Regions from separate parts of the Mus musculus genome. Here all the other regions are linked to region 4. A link is a contact called in public promoter capture Hi-C data. All regions are on one chromosome and are shown on one strand. Each heading gives the region's core, a stretch centred on a gene start, on an enhancer-like site or on the middle of the called end of the contact. The rest is flanking DNA. Distances are from core to core; before and after follow the strand shown. Region 1 holds the start of Aasdh (aminoadipate-semialdehyde dehydrogenase). Region 2 holds the start of Exoc1 (exocyst complex component 1). Region 3 holds the start of Srd5a3 (steroid 5 alpha-reductase 3). Region 4 holds the start of Dancr (differentiation antagonizing non-protein coding RNA). Region 5 holds the start of Ppat (phosphoribosyl pyrophosphate amidotransferase).

Region 1 (2,700 bases), core at 129-2,628, 2.8 Mb after region 4:
GCCTACAGAAGACCACAGAATACCCAAATAAATTTTGTTAAGCGCCCAATTTTCCACATTAATGTATTATACATATTTTTACAAAAATCTAGTTTGAACCTGGGGATGTACCTCAGGAGTTAAACCGTCCTTGTTCTTTCAGAAGACACAGATTCCATACCAGCACCCAACTGGGGAGCTCAATACAGTCCATAGTTCCAGTTCTGGCTGATCCCACAGCCTTTGAAGACACCAGGCACGAACATGGTGCACTTACATACATGCAGGTAAAACACTGCTATACCTAAAATTAAAAAAAAAAAAAAAAGTCTGTTTAAAAGCTGCCTTTTCTCTAAAAAGCAAGCACGTGTAACTGCTATTTTCTCACAAGAAAATATAATCTACTAACATAATTCACAGCAGTAGAATAACAAGACTATAACTTAGGTTTTTTTTGTTTGTTTTGTTTTTTCGAGACAGGGTTTCTCTGTAGCCCTTGCTGTCCTGGAACTCACTTTGTAGATCAGGCTGGCCTCGAACTCAGAAATCTGCTTGCCTCTGCCTCCTGAGTGCTGGGATCAAAGGCGTGCGCCAACACGCCCGGCTATAACTTAGTTCTTAAAATGTCATTTTTATAACTAGCTACAAAACTCACCACACAAAATCTATAATTAAGGAGTTTTTCTACTTTGAATTTAAAAGCTCCCAGTGGCAAAATTCAGTCTTGTCCAGATATTCATGTCAGCCATTGAATTTTATGTCTCTGTCCCTGTCTTTGTCCCCCTCCCCTCCCTTCAGACTGACTTGGGCCATCGAGATGGGTCAGTGGAGAAACTAACTTGCCATCACACCAGAAAACCTAAGTGTGATCACGGGACTCACATAATGGAAGGAGAGAACCCACTTCCGAAAGGTCCTTTTTGTTTCTTCACCATGCTGCACGCGCACACACGCACAATTTTAAATTAAAAAAAAAAAAAAGAAAAGGAAAGAAAAACAAGTGAGCCATGAAAAGGGATGACCTAGCAAGCAAATTTCGTGTTATAGCCTTAAGATTAGCAGCTCGGTAATGTACAACTGTAAATAAAGCCATTTAATCACCAACAGATCCTGATCTTAAGGGTTCTCCCTATACTGGGCATTATATATATAGGTAAATTATCCGTCTGCATCTTATACTTCTCACGCAGCCACCTTAATTACAATCACAAAAGCCTCTCGTTGGCTCTCGGAACCACGCTAAGAGGTGGCGCAGCAGGTGACCGAGGTGACCCACACAGCCGCTCCAAGCTGGGGTCCGGCAGCTCACAAAGTCTCCCCGGGTCGCCCGCGCTCTCCCGCCCCACCTTCTCACGACAGCGCGTGGCGTGCACTTCCTAGCCCAGCCGCAGACGCTCAGCAGCCGTAAAACGGACCTCTGCGTCATCTTCGGGCGCCCGTGACGTCACTCCAGCGTCGGGGGGCGGGCTCTCGCCTACGGGGCTCCGCCCAGACGTGGCGCACAGGTCTCCGCCGCGTTTGGCCCAACGGGTTTGGTCCGTGCGGATTCAGCCCTGCCGCTGAAGGTGACGCTTCAGGCAACATGCCTGTGCGTCTGCGTGAATTTGAGTGTTCCGTGTGCCTGCAGGGGCCGATGATTCCCTGGAGCATAGTCCCAGGTGGTTGTGAGCCACCACATGGGTGCTGGAGACCTAGAAGGGACCTCTGGATGGCCAGTGAGCTTCCTTGACAGCAGAGCCATATCTCCGAGACCCGGAGTCTCCTCGTTCCTTAAAGTGCGGGTAGAAATATCCCAAAGGCTGAAGTGAAGTAATCACCGCCTAATTGGCGAGTAAATTTGGCTTATCCCCTCCACACCTTCTGGGAACATACTCAAGATTGGTTGCGACCGTCATGGCAGCGGTGAAGTATGCCAGGGAAGCCCCCTGTCAGAATGAAACTCCTAACTGGCGTTTGCAGCTATTTACAACACTTCCCTATGAGGAAACCCAGGCCTGTCTGAGGTCAACAGCAGTCCCTAAAGCCACTGTATGCCTGGATGTGTGTTTTTCCGATGGCACAATTATTACAATAAATGGGAAGGGTCACCACTGTGGTGAGTTACTGTGCCCTCGCAGAGAGGAAAGATGGGATTTTTGTCTTGGTTCCTGTTGGGGGGAGAGGTGGAAGTGGCTAAGCACTATCTACATACAGTGCCTTAAAAAACAAAGGAGTGTGTCCTTATCTGCTGGAAAACAGAAGCTTGTAAGGGTCCATGAAGAATGACACCCTGGACTCAAATAGTATGTAAACACAAAGTGTGTTTTATTCTGTAGCTCAGCATGGTGGGGTCGTCCCCATTACAAAGACACAGAGTAAAAGCAAATGAGCTCGCAGGCTCCATTGAAAGCACATTGGAATTCCAGGGTAGGAGAGCTTTATCTTACTTATCTCTAGGCATTGTTACTGGGAAGTCTAGAAATCTTTGTAGAGGAAGTCTGGAAACTGTTGCTGACCCATTGTCCTTACCTCAGGCTAGGTGGCCAGGCAGTCTCAGATATCAGGGCAGTTCTGACTAACTGCCTGAAGCCTTTTTTTTTCTTCTTCTTCTAGTAACTGATTTGCCTGACCTTAGGCCTAGTCTCCTAAACTGCTAATTTGAAGCCTGTCATGGAATCAGATCTGCCTTCTCATCTGTCCCTCCAAACAGTGCAGGAAATACCTGTTTGAAAACCACATTTT
Region 2 (2,700 bases), core at 59-2,558, 2.4 Mb after region 4:
GGAGGAAGAGGCAGGTGGATTTCTGAGTTCGAGGCCAGCTTGGTCTACAAAGTGAGCTCCAGGACAGCCAGGGCTACACAGAGAAACCCTGTCTCGAAAAACAAAACAACAACAACAACAAAAAATTCATCCTATGTGCCTAGTCCTGCAGTGACTTGATGTCACAGGGTGGGTTGGTATCCAAGAAGGTCTCCACCCCACCCCTTCTCAGAAGAGAAGGGAAGCAGAGAATGAGGGAGAGGCTGGGAAGGAGGGTGAGAATTGGAAGGAGGGGTAGGCTAAGATCCACATGCAAAGTAAATAAATAAATGGAAAAAAAACAGCAAAGAAAAAAAGAAGAAAGAAAACCATCCTGGTAGAGTATGTTATCCTAACTTCGCAATCACCTTTTCTAGTCCTACCTCATTGCGAACTCCTTCAGTATAAAAAAATTGAATGGCTTTTTTTAATTTTTATTTTTTAACCTGGAAATCAAAATTTGCAGCACTCAATCCCTGCCAGGGATGCGGCCTAAATGAATCACTTGTCTTATAGCTCGAACTCTCGGCATCATTTATGTTTCTCACACTGAAACAAGCAAGCATCACCTTTAAAACAAAGATTCTATTTCAGTATCTGATGTGAGGTGGCATGGGTGAAGTTTCTAAAAAAACACCCAAGAAGAAGGTCTGTGCAGTCAGGGTAGAGTATGAAGTGGGTAAATGACCAAAGCTGTTTATGGGAATTAAGTGTCCAGAACTTAAGGGTACTAGTGACATCTATCCCAGAGAATCTGACTTAACTCACTAAAGTTCTTCCAAGAATCTAGTTAGCAGGGTTTTACATATGCACAGGAGAGAACATTTAATGCGCTCTCAAATGAGTTGCTACAAATATTAGAATGGGTACGTCTACAAAAAGGAAACATCACCATTATCAACTCCTCAAATCAGCCTATGCTAACAGTTCTCAACATTCCTAATGCTGCAACCTTTTAATACCTTTCCTCATGTTGCAGTGGGTCCCAACTATTAAATTATTTAATTTCTACTTTAAAACTGTAATTTTGCTACTGTTATCAATTGTAATGCAAATATCTGATATATTGGATATCTGCTATATGACCACTATGAAGGAAGGGGTCGTTTGACCCGCAGGTTGAGAATCACTGGCCTATGTGCTTGCAAGCCCCGCCCCTGTCTTTTCCACGCCCACAGTCCGCCTCTGCCCCATCCATCAAAGCGCTGTTCCGCCTCCTCCAAGTCCATTGGCCAATCTGTTTTTCCTCTACTGTCTCCATTTCCGGCTCCACAGGGTCAACTTCCGGTGCAGAGAGACACGTGACCGGATACGGGAAGTGGCGGGTTCTGGCCGCTGCTTTTCCCTGTTCAATGAAAAGTGCTTCAAAGCTGCTATTGCTGCCGGCGCCCTTCCTGAGTCCGTCTTGGAGCACCAACCTCGGCCGGCCGGCTGGCCTCGCGGTAAGCTTCCGGCCGGGGACCTGCGGTCTTGGAGGTGGTAGCCTAAGTGGAGGCAGTGTTGCATCCGCGCCGGGTCGGCCACTCCCCAGTGACCCGGCCCACCCACCCTGCTCCACTTCGGGGCTGCAGAACCCGGGCTGCGTCCTTCCTTAGCCGGTGCTGTCCGGGGCTCTGGGAAAAGGCGGAGCCGGGAGGCAGCCAAGTCTCTGTCCACAGTTCCGCCCATCCGGGACAGATTTCATTTTTGTCCTACTAGCGTGGCCTGGAAGAGAAAGACGTGACCTGGGCTTCTGCTGGTCCGAATCAATATAACATGTCCTTATAAATCTTCTAAGTGCATTGCCCAGCCTCTGAACAGTTTTTTTTTCTGGATGACATGTCTCCGAGTTGAGATGTCACTGCAGTACATGGGCCCAACCCACTAAGGCACTAGCATGGACACACAGTGTAACGATGGCCCTATTAAGCTGAAGGAAGTATGTATGTACACAATGAACCGAGGTTAGCTGCCTCTGTAACGGGCAGCCTTGAGGTTTTAGAAGGCGAAGATCTAAAGAGAACCCAGAATATGGGCGTGGTTTTTAGACCTGGGAAATAGTTGTGAAGGCCACTATTAATAATACTGGCATAATGTAAAGTTCAGTATAAACACTGGAGAATTCATCTCTAGATCCAAAGAAGACTGACTATCACAATGCTACGTCAACCCGTTCATGTCTTAAAGATTCTCCATTATACCCCAGAGTGCTGCCTGGCACTTAGTGAATAGCAATATTTATATTAGCAATATAATATAGCAATATAGTAGCAATGCTTATGTCTAATTCCTTCATGAGTTATGACCAGCCCTCTGCTGTTTTTACCGTTTACCATGTACTATGGTGAATATTGGCCATTGCTAATGGTTCTTTTGGCCAGCTTTTACTATTGCAATCAAGCAGGTTACGCCAAGAGCTTGTTAGTGAGTACCCAACACACAAACCTGTGATAGAGCACCCCTCCTCCTCCTACTACTCAAGAGATGGCTGTGGAGATCTAGGAGATGACACTCATGTCCCCATTAGATAGCAAGCATTTGCCTCGTAAATACAGTAAGGGCTCTATACATTTACATGAAAAGAGCCGTGTGGATTGAGACTTTCATTGAGTCAACTAAATACAAATGGAGAAATGTAGGTTTGAATAAGGAAAAGATAGTGGTATGCCCTGCATGGGAAAGTGCTTAAGCAAAGAAAGAACA
Region 3 (2,700 bases), core at 156-2,655, 2.0 Mb after region 4:
GGAGGCACGATAGCAGGAGGCTGGAGCAGGAACTCGAATGTCCTGGTTGCTTTTGTTAGTTTTGTCAACTTGACACAGGCCAGAGTTATATAACTGAGGAGAGGAAGCTTAACTATATTATTAATGATTATTGACATGGATGGGCCAGTCACACATACACACACACATACAATCTATAAATAAAAGTATTCTTTTTTTCCCCCACTCTGTAATCTTTTCTTTTTTTTTTTTAAGAGAGAAAATGGGAGTGTACCATAATTTGGCTAAACGCATCAAGGCAGATTTAGGGGTGTAGTCATTTTTCTGTTGAAAGCAAGGCTGTGATAAAGACTTGTATTATAGGGGTACACAATTGGATCCCATTTGCTTCCTCCTTTCTGAGTAGCCTGCATTACTCAAGGACCCGATAGCCTGAAATACCACTAAGCAGCTGTCAACAGGGAACCAGGCCTTCATCTAACACGTGATGGTGTTTTCCACTGATGCCTGAAAGACAGCATCTGAGCCAGATCCGTGGAGGGAGGTTTTTGGAGATTTGCTGTCTCATACCTTGCCTTCCCCCTCACCCCCACTGCCCCATGGACTCGAGCCAATGAGTGCATAAAGGTCTTCCAAATCTTTTCATTCCTAGCCATAAAGGCAGCAGACACAGCTAGTTAAACACTTTGTCCATGGAGCAGATGGGTGAAAAACGTAGGTCCATTGAGGGCATTACTCTGCTTTTCCACTCCAAAATCCAGAGTTTGCCGGAGCAGCTCCAGCCTACAGTTGACAAAGTGTAGAATTCCCTCACCGAGGTCTTTCCAGAGGTCATCCCTGAATTTACAGCGATCCCCATCTGGAGTATGCTAATGAATCTGGTGCTTCTGGTAGACCAGCGTGGTATTAAGATCCTTCGCATCTTGACTCCTGGGGGCCCCCTCTAGGGACCCAGCCAAGAATTCAGCCTGTACTTCAACCAAAATTTCTCTTCACACTTTTTCGCAGCAGTAATCCCGCAGTCAAAGTTTATAGAAACTTACACAGGCTGGTGAGAACCTGACCTCTAGAATAGGATCCCCGAAGCGCCACATGGTGGAAGGAGAGAACCAATTCCCCCCAAGCTGTCTTGGGCTCCCACCCACACCTCTTGGCATAGCTCCACTCCACTTAATAAATAGGTGTAACGTATCTCTACAAGACTTGGACTGTAGCACGTGGTCTCGCATGCTCCTGCAGAACTTCAAGTTGGAGTTGCATCTCGGAATTAGATTAGAGGCAGTACAAGTCTAAAGCGCAGCCTGCTCAAACCAGGTGAGCAGGAGCACAACCCAGCTCCTGAGCGCCTAGCCAGGGGCGGGGCCGCGCGTCCCGCCCAGGAGCCGCGTCACCGCCAAGCGCGCCGCCGAGGCGGGAGGGAGGGAGGGGGTGAGAGAAGGAGGGCGGCGCGGCGGCGCGCATCTGTAGCCGGCTCCCGGGCTATGGCTGGGTGGGCCGGGTTTGAGCTCTCGGCCCTGAACCCCCTGCGGACGCTGTGGCTGGCGCTGGCCGCCGCCTTCCTGTTCGCGCTGCTGCTGCAGCTGGCGCCCGCCAGGCTGCTGCCGAGCTGCGCGCTCTTCCAGGACCTGCTCCGCTACGGGAAGACCAAGCAGTCCGGCTCGCGGCGCCCCGCCGTCTGCAGGGCCTTCGATGTCCCCAAGAGGTAACGTCGGTGGCGGGGCGCGCCCGGCAGGGGGCAACAGAGGCGGCGCAGGCACGTGAGCCAGGGGCTGTCCCCGAGCCGTCCCCGGAAATGACAGAGCATCTCAAGTTGGCCCGGCCCCCAGGGAGCCGCCCTGACTTCTTTACCCCCAGTTTTCCGCTTCCCCTCCCCAGAACTTGAGGTCGTGGAAATTCATGGACTTGGAGGCAAGTTCTTCCTCGATTTCCGCAGTTCTCAGCCCGATCTGTCACAGTCAAGAAAGAAGTCCAGAGTGTGCTCCCCTGGGGCTGTGCAGACATCACTAACCTGCATCTCCACAGGTGCTCTGGCAAACTAGCCCAGTATGCCCTGCCCCAACCCATCCCGGAAGGCTCAGTAACCAAGTTGTGAAATACTAAAATCTTCCGGGGTACATATGGACTCCGCTGAGAATATGTGAGACCCGCCACATGGCTTTCCTTTCCTTTTCTTTCTTTCTTTCTTTTTTTTTTTTTTTTAACTCCACGATGAATTCAGTATGTAGATGGAGAAGTCATCTTAACACAGTATTCTAGATAATAAAGCTGTGTCATTTTTTTTTATGAAATTCATCACGCATTTGCATTTAGAATTGAATTGGAAGGAATGTGATGGGTTCTGACGGATTCATCTAGATTGCTTTAGAAATCTGTAGCCGTTGCCCACCTCTGCAGATGGCGGTGGGGCTATCAACTGGCCCCAGCTATGTCCTGACTGTTGGAGGGGGTCTTTCAGGGGGTTAGTGTGAGAGCAGAGTACCATGTCATTGTGAAGAATGAATGGTAAAGAGATTAAGACCCGGAAGAACTCTTCCTTAGAGGCCCAATTTTAAGACCATCCTACCGTCCTCTTATCCTCGGGTTTGATTGGCCTATATCCCTTATGCTATATAGCAATTTATTTTCTGACTTTTGAGAGAGGTTCTAGTGTCCCCAGAGTTCAAAGCACACTTAAAAATCACTTATACTCAGTCTCTCTGGATGGGACTCCTCAGCTGCTAC
Region 4 (2,700 bases), core at 85-2,584:
ACTTGGGTTCAATCTCAAAAAGTTATCTAAAAAGTCAAAGCAAGTTGACAAAGCAGGTCATCATTTTTTTTATCTAGACTAAAAGTGGCTGTAAAGAAACACAGGCGAGCATGATGAATAGACTTAGAGTCCTTATTCAAACGAACTCATTGTAAAGTAACATTGTATCAGAATAGTCTTGCTGTGAACTTGGAGCGGCTGTTTATTCTAGCAATCACATTGGCATTGTCCTCAGGCAAGATGGCCTCTTTTCTTTTGAAATAAATACTGAAATATTAAGAGGTGAAACAAACCAAGCTTGAGATTTGCTTTAAAATACCCCCCCTCCCCCAACAGACCAAGACGATAGATGCGCCAGGTCTGGAATGAATGGCTGGCTTTTAGCCGAGAGAAGAACGCAGGCACGTGGCTCTTTGAACATTTTTAGTTTTAATATAAGTTTGGAAATTTAATTTCTTCAAATTAAAAAAATAATTTTATTATTATTATTATTATTATTATTATTATTTTAAAAACCTTGCCAATAAAATCATCTCAGACCGTGGAAATTCTCATTAAAATAAGTTAAGCACATATCCAGGCCTGGTGGTGAAAATTTGTCGTCCCTTCTACTCAGGAAGCTGAGGCAGAAGGACGGAAAGTTCCAGTCTTGTCTGGGAAATTTAGTGAGACCTAGTTTCAAAGTAATAAAAGGGTTTGGGATCTGAGACGCCAGGCTCTACTTTTAACCCAGGACCACTAAAAACAAGACAAAGGTATAGCCTAGGTGGAGAGTGGCATGCATGCCAGCAATCCTAGCACGTAGCACTGAGGATAACAAGTTTGATGAATACCCTGAACTAGCTACACAGTAAGTTAGAAAGCAGTGTGGGCACCTAAGAGAGACTCTGACTCAAAATTAATGGTACGGGCTGAGGAGGTAGCTCTGTGGTAGAGCTCTGTTGAGAACTAACTGCCTCACATCTCCAGCAACATTTCTCCTTGATATTACTCTCCAGGAACACAGAAAAAGGCAGCTCCTCTCAGGGTTAAGGAGGGGCCCTGGGAGTGAACTAGCTGAACAAGAAGGGATCTAAGTCGGAACACACCTAGCACCGGCATAGCTTCAGGAAAGGAAGGTTTCCACTGAGCACAGCCTCAACGCTTCCAACACCGCAGTGGGTGGAGAACCTGCTGCTGGAAGTCAACGGCCCCACCCTACCGGGTCCGAAACGTCCCGACGATTGGCTTCCCATACCAGCCACGCCTACAATCCTTCTGACGATTGGCTGCTCTCCTTTTCCTGTTCTGCCCCCTCCAAGCGGCCCTCTGATTGGTTGCAGGTCTCGGGGGGGGGGGGCAGCTCCGCCCCTCTCCCGGATGGCTGTATTAACGCAGCGCGCAGCGGCTCGGTCTTTCGGTCCCGGCCTTGGTGGTGAGTGTCCTCGTGGGAGGGTGTCAGGATGTCCCCGTGTCCCCTCGAGCTTTGCCCGCCCCGAGCTCAGCTGCTCCCGGCGGCCAGAACGGAGGGGTAGAGCAGTTCTCAGCGGCCCGCGGGGCGGGCGGCAGTGTCCAGCCCGGGGCTGCGCGAGACACAAAGTCCTCTGTGCCGTCCGACCCGGGCACCCTGACCACCGCCCTTTCCCTCTGCAGGCCGATCCACCCGAGCCGGTCCCCACTGCCCAGCCGTGCTGCTGCCTCGGACACAAGCGCAGGTACGTCCCGGCATTGATCGGAGGCAGGCCCTGGCCACGTGGCCGAGAAGACGGAGGTTCCAGGCCTGTCTTTGTTGAGCTGCGCCGGGCCTCCCCAGTCGCCCTTTCCTGTGCCCTTTTAAGGTTGTCGCAGTACTTTAAGAGGCTAACACAGAAGGGTAAAGGAACTCTCCATAAAACCCAGAGAGGAAAACTACACCTCCTCTTTGGATCCTGTCTGGAGTCACAAATGAACCAAAAGCTTCATTTAAAACTTGAATGTGCGCATTTTAGGTTCTGGCGATTGCTAGGTAGTGATATAGGATTTTAAAGAAAAGAAAACGTAGCCTACCTGGTTTAATTTGGTTGGAGGAGAAAGTTCAGAAGACAAGAATACATTTGCTTTTCTAGAAGTGAGATTTTAGGTCAGCTGGAAAGGATATAGTTGAGTATGTTCCACTTATGTGAAACATTTTTATTCTTTCATAGGTTGAAAACTACAAGAAACCCGTGACTGAATGGCTCCAAGGTGAAGTACTCTTGCATGTAGTGACCAGGTTTGCCTGTATTCCACTTTAGGATTAGTATCGAAGCTGAAATAGGTGAAGTGAGGGCCATGTGAGTTTCCTTGAATGGCCTTGTAACTGATTACCCTGAAGGTAGTTTGCTAAAGATTTTAATCAATGTACTAGGATCCTGCCCCACCCCTTCTTCATGTCCCACTGCCCTAGAATCAGATCTGCATGGCTATGACATGCTCGCCGTTTTAAAGATGCAAAGATTTCATGCTAGATCATTAGAATGTATCTGGACTTCGTTAGGACAAGTTCTTTGCTAGTAACCAGTCACGTGCTAGCAATTGAGGTGTGTTAACCTGTATATTGTTGCCTATGAGTAATTTTCCATAATCTTTAATAAAGGCTTCCTGTGTCAATTCTATGGCTTGTTCACTTGTTCTTATTACTGGGGAGGGGGGGGGGGGTCAGAACCACTTGGAGCAATTTGTCCTAACACCATGTGCGTGCGT
Region 5 (2,700 bases), core at 29-2,528, 2.9 Mb after region 4:
ATAATACTGTCAGTGAAGTCAAGAAACAAATTATGGAGGCAAAGGTCTTTTTTTCTTTGTTTGCCCCAAAGGCATCTCCCAATTTCTCATAGCTATAACTACTTTTAAACTCACGATCTCCAAACCTCTAACTGCTTTCAGGCTGACAAATCTGCTCAGTAGCTCTGCCCTTGCAAACAAAGCTCTTGCAAGCAGGAGGCCCCGTGCAAAACAACAACAAATAGAAAAACCTTCAAGTGTTGCAGGACCTTCAGCACCACCACCCTACAGAAGCTTATCTCTAGAACAGTTCTAGTTTCAAGGAGATCTGAACGGTCCCTTCCCAACCTGGCTAGTGAAAGCAAACTCCAGAGTAACTAACCCGCGACGAGAGATGCACATTCTTGGGAGCTAACCTGTAAAGAGCACTCGGGAGCAACGCGACAGCCTAAGTTAAAGTCTATGCAGGCAAAGTGTACCCCACCCCCACTTGGTCAATATCCTGAGTAGGTACTTGACTTGATTCTCGAGATTCACCCTCCTAGCCCTGATCCCCCCTTCCCAGTCATGATCCACCCTCATTGTCTTGCGTTCCCCGTAGCACAGAGCTGGGAAGCGGCTCGTGGAACTGTGCAAATACTTGCCATTCCACCCCCACCCCTCCATCCTGTTGCTCACCGGTGCTGTAGCCCCACGAGTCCCAGAGTGATCACATGCGGCACATCTAGCTGCGTGGGCCAGTCTCCAGAAGCGATGCACCCAAACACACCACATTCCTCGCGGATCCCCAACTCCTCCAGCTCCATGGCGCCTCGGAAAGCACGTGGAGGGACCTGCTGCCGCGGCGTGGTCCAAGCACCAACCAGCTGTCCGCTCCGCTATCGAACGCCTCAAGAGGCTCGCGCTACTGACTGCCTCCTTCCCGGGCGGGCTAGGTTCTCGCTACTGCGGCGGCGCGCTTCATAGAAGGGGCGTGACCAGTTCTGCCTCCCGCTCTCCGCCAATCAGCTAGGGCAAAGAGAGGGGCGGGGCTACGGAGTCAAAGAGGTGGGGAGGAGGCCGAGGTCAGGATCGCTACTTTCTCTGCACGTGGGAGGCTCCGTTATTTTCCCGCGCCCAAGGAGTAGGTGATGAGAGTGGCGCAGCTGATCGCGTGGGTCCCTCAGAAAACCTGAGCCGTTCGTGCCCCCTGGTCTCACGCCGTCCCCCGGCCGTCAGGACTTGGTCCGCTCCAACCCAGAAACCTCTCCGGCCAGCGGGGGCCTTGCAGCATGCGCGCCACTTTTTGGCTGCCTGCGGGGAGGGGCCGCCCGGAAGCGGGGTCGCGTCAGCGCGCCTGCGCGGCGGGAAGCCTGGGGACACGACTCCAGCCCCAAGCACAGCCAGCCCGGTACTTCGGGTTCGCCGGTGGGCTGTGGGGCTAGGGCGTGTCCTTGATATTGCACCTCCCTTTCCCGCCCTCTGATCCTGTGGTCGCCCTTGTTTTCCAGAACACTGCCCTTTTTTCCCGCGCGGTCTGCTCCTCTAGTTCACCTCGGATAATGGCGACAGCCGTAGGTGAGTAACTTGCTTTCGGACCCTAGGGTCCCCCAGCCCTCCGTCAGAGAGCTAGCAGGCTTGACGCATACACGTGCGGCCCCGAGGTCGGATGCAGGCCTTCCGACAAAGTGCCTGATCGGGTTCCCCAAGACGGCGCCTGGGGCCCGGAGCCTGCACACATGGTCCAGGCGCTGGAAGACGTGCGTTAAACTCTTAAGCACCCAGAGCCTATTTAAATAGCCAAAAGAAGGCCCCGGGACGGGAAGGAAAGTAGCAGAGTGGGAAAGTACTCTGAAGGTGAAATGGCCAGAAACTAACCAAGTGCCTAGAAACCTTGTAATAAGCAGATAAACAACCAAGAAAATCTATCAGGGTTTTTGTTTATTCTGGTAAAGTTAATATGCCAATAATCTCCTTTACTGCAAGTTTCGTAGTTTAAAGTGTTTGAAAACAGGTCCAAAATTTTTTGATCAGATGCTTCTTTGCAATCCCTGGAATTTGGGATTGTGGGCGTGGGCTAGTAACACCCTTAGGATATGGGTGTGGAGAGTGCAAAGTTACTTTATCCACTAACAAAACACTGTCTTGGAACAACACAAGTTTCTAGATTAATAAGGAAGCAGATCCTGTGGGCACTCCAACATTCTTTCCCACCTATGAAAACCACCCTGAAGTTTATAGGTAGTACAGCTCCATAAAATTGGGAATTAGGGCCAGACTTTTTCTGAGACAATCCACAGCGCCAGTACTTCTAAACTAGTAAAAATCTTAGAATCTAACCTCTTCCCCACATCTGATGTGGCCCTGTGCTGACAAGGGTCCGAAGAAGGTGTTCATATCTATAGTTTAATTTTGAATGGCTGTAAACTACCCTATAGATTCTGGGAACTGGACCTGGGTGCACTGTAAAACATCGGAGTGTTCTTAATTGCTGAGCAATCTCTCTGGCTTCTATTTTACTTTGTTGGTTTTGTATCCGTGGTTGTGTGCACTTGAGTACAGATGCACAGAAGCCAGGGCCTGTCTTGAAGCAGGAGTACACATGAGCCACCCAGTGTAACTGCTGTGAACTGAATTTGGATCAAGTATTGACTAAAACTCGTGTCTCCCATATTAAATCAGTATCTTGTGTCTGTTGCTCTTTAGTATTTAGCAGCCCAATGGTTCTTGGGTTAAATCTAC

The links. Promoter capture Hi-C pulls out the DNA fragments that hold promoters and counts their contacts.
Region 1: a promoter capture Hi-C map of pre-B cells shows a contact between it and region 4, with 4 times the contacts expected there. The contact joins the promoter of Aasdh here to the promoter of Dancr in region 4. A contact is called at or near these places in 1 of 39 promoter capture datasets (pre-B cells) and 1 of 9 other capture datasets (liver).
Region 2: a promoter capture Hi-C map of pre-B cells shows a contact between it and region 4, with 5 times the contacts expected there. The contact joins the promoter of Exoc1 here to the promoter of Dancr in region 4. A contact is called at or near these places in 1 of 39 promoter capture datasets (pre-B cells) and 1 of 115 datasets of contacts at active chromatin or transcription factors (astrocytes).
Region 3: a contact with region 4 is called in a promoter capture Hi-C map of pre-B cells, with 4 times the contacts expected there. The contact joins the promoter of Srd5a3 here to the promoter of Dancr in region 4. A contact is called at or near these places in 4 of 39 promoter capture datasets (the C10 cell line, hippocampal neurons, liver and 1 more), 2 of 115 datasets of contacts at active chromatin or transcription factors (astrocytes and embryonic forebrain) and 1 of 9 other capture datasets (adipose tissue).
Region 5: a contact with region 4 is called in a promoter capture Hi-C map of pre-B cells, with 3 times the contacts expected there. The contact joins the promoter of Ppat here to the promoter of Dancr in region 4. A contact is called at or near these places in 2 of 39 promoter capture datasets (the C10 cell line and pre-B cells).

What each region holds. Positions count from the first base shown.
Region 1 is chr5:76,904,098-76,906,797 of GRCm38.p6, forward strand. Aasdh (aminoadipate-semialdehyde dehydrogenase) reads right to left here and starts at 1,379. Exons shown (of 16, transcript NM_173765.4): 1 at 1,326-1,379; 2 at 112-283.
Region 2 is chr5:76,528,003-76,530,702 of GRCm38.p6, forward strand. It overlaps Exoc1 (exocyst complex component 1), which reads left to right and starts at 1,309. Exons shown (of 19, transcript NM_001289770.1): 1 at 1,309-1,460.
Region 3 is chr5:76,138,868-76,141,567 of GRCm38.p6, forward strand. It overlaps Srd5a3 (steroid 5 alpha-reductase 3), which reads left to right and starts at 1,406. Exons shown (of 6, transcript NM_020611.4): 1 at 1,406-1,681. The coding sequence starts at 1,461.
Region 4 is chr5:74,091,726-74,094,425 of GRCm38.p6, forward strand. It overlaps Dancr (differentiation antagonizing non-protein coding RNA), which reads left to right and starts at 1,335. Exons shown (of 1, transcript NR_145133.1): 1 at 1,335-2,612. Snora26 (small nucleolar RNA, H/ACA box 26) reads left to right here and starts at 1,805; the gene lies at 1,805-1,925.
Region 5 is chr5:76,950,300-76,952,999 of GRCm38.p6, forward strand. Ppat (phosphoribosyl pyrophosphate amidotransferase) reads right to left here and starts at 1,279. Exons shown (of 11, transcript NM_172146.2): 1 at 658-1,279. The coding sequence starts at 785. It overlaps Paics (phosphoribosylaminoimidazole carboxylase, phosphoribosylaminoribosylaminoimidazole, succinocarboxamide synthetase), which reads left to right and starts at 1,003. Exons shown (of 9, transcript NM_025939.3): 1 at 1,003-1,536. The coding sequence starts at 1,521. It overlaps LOC115486295 (a long non-coding RNA gene), which reads right to left and starts at 651. Exons shown (of 2, transcript XR_003955939.1): 1 at 1-651.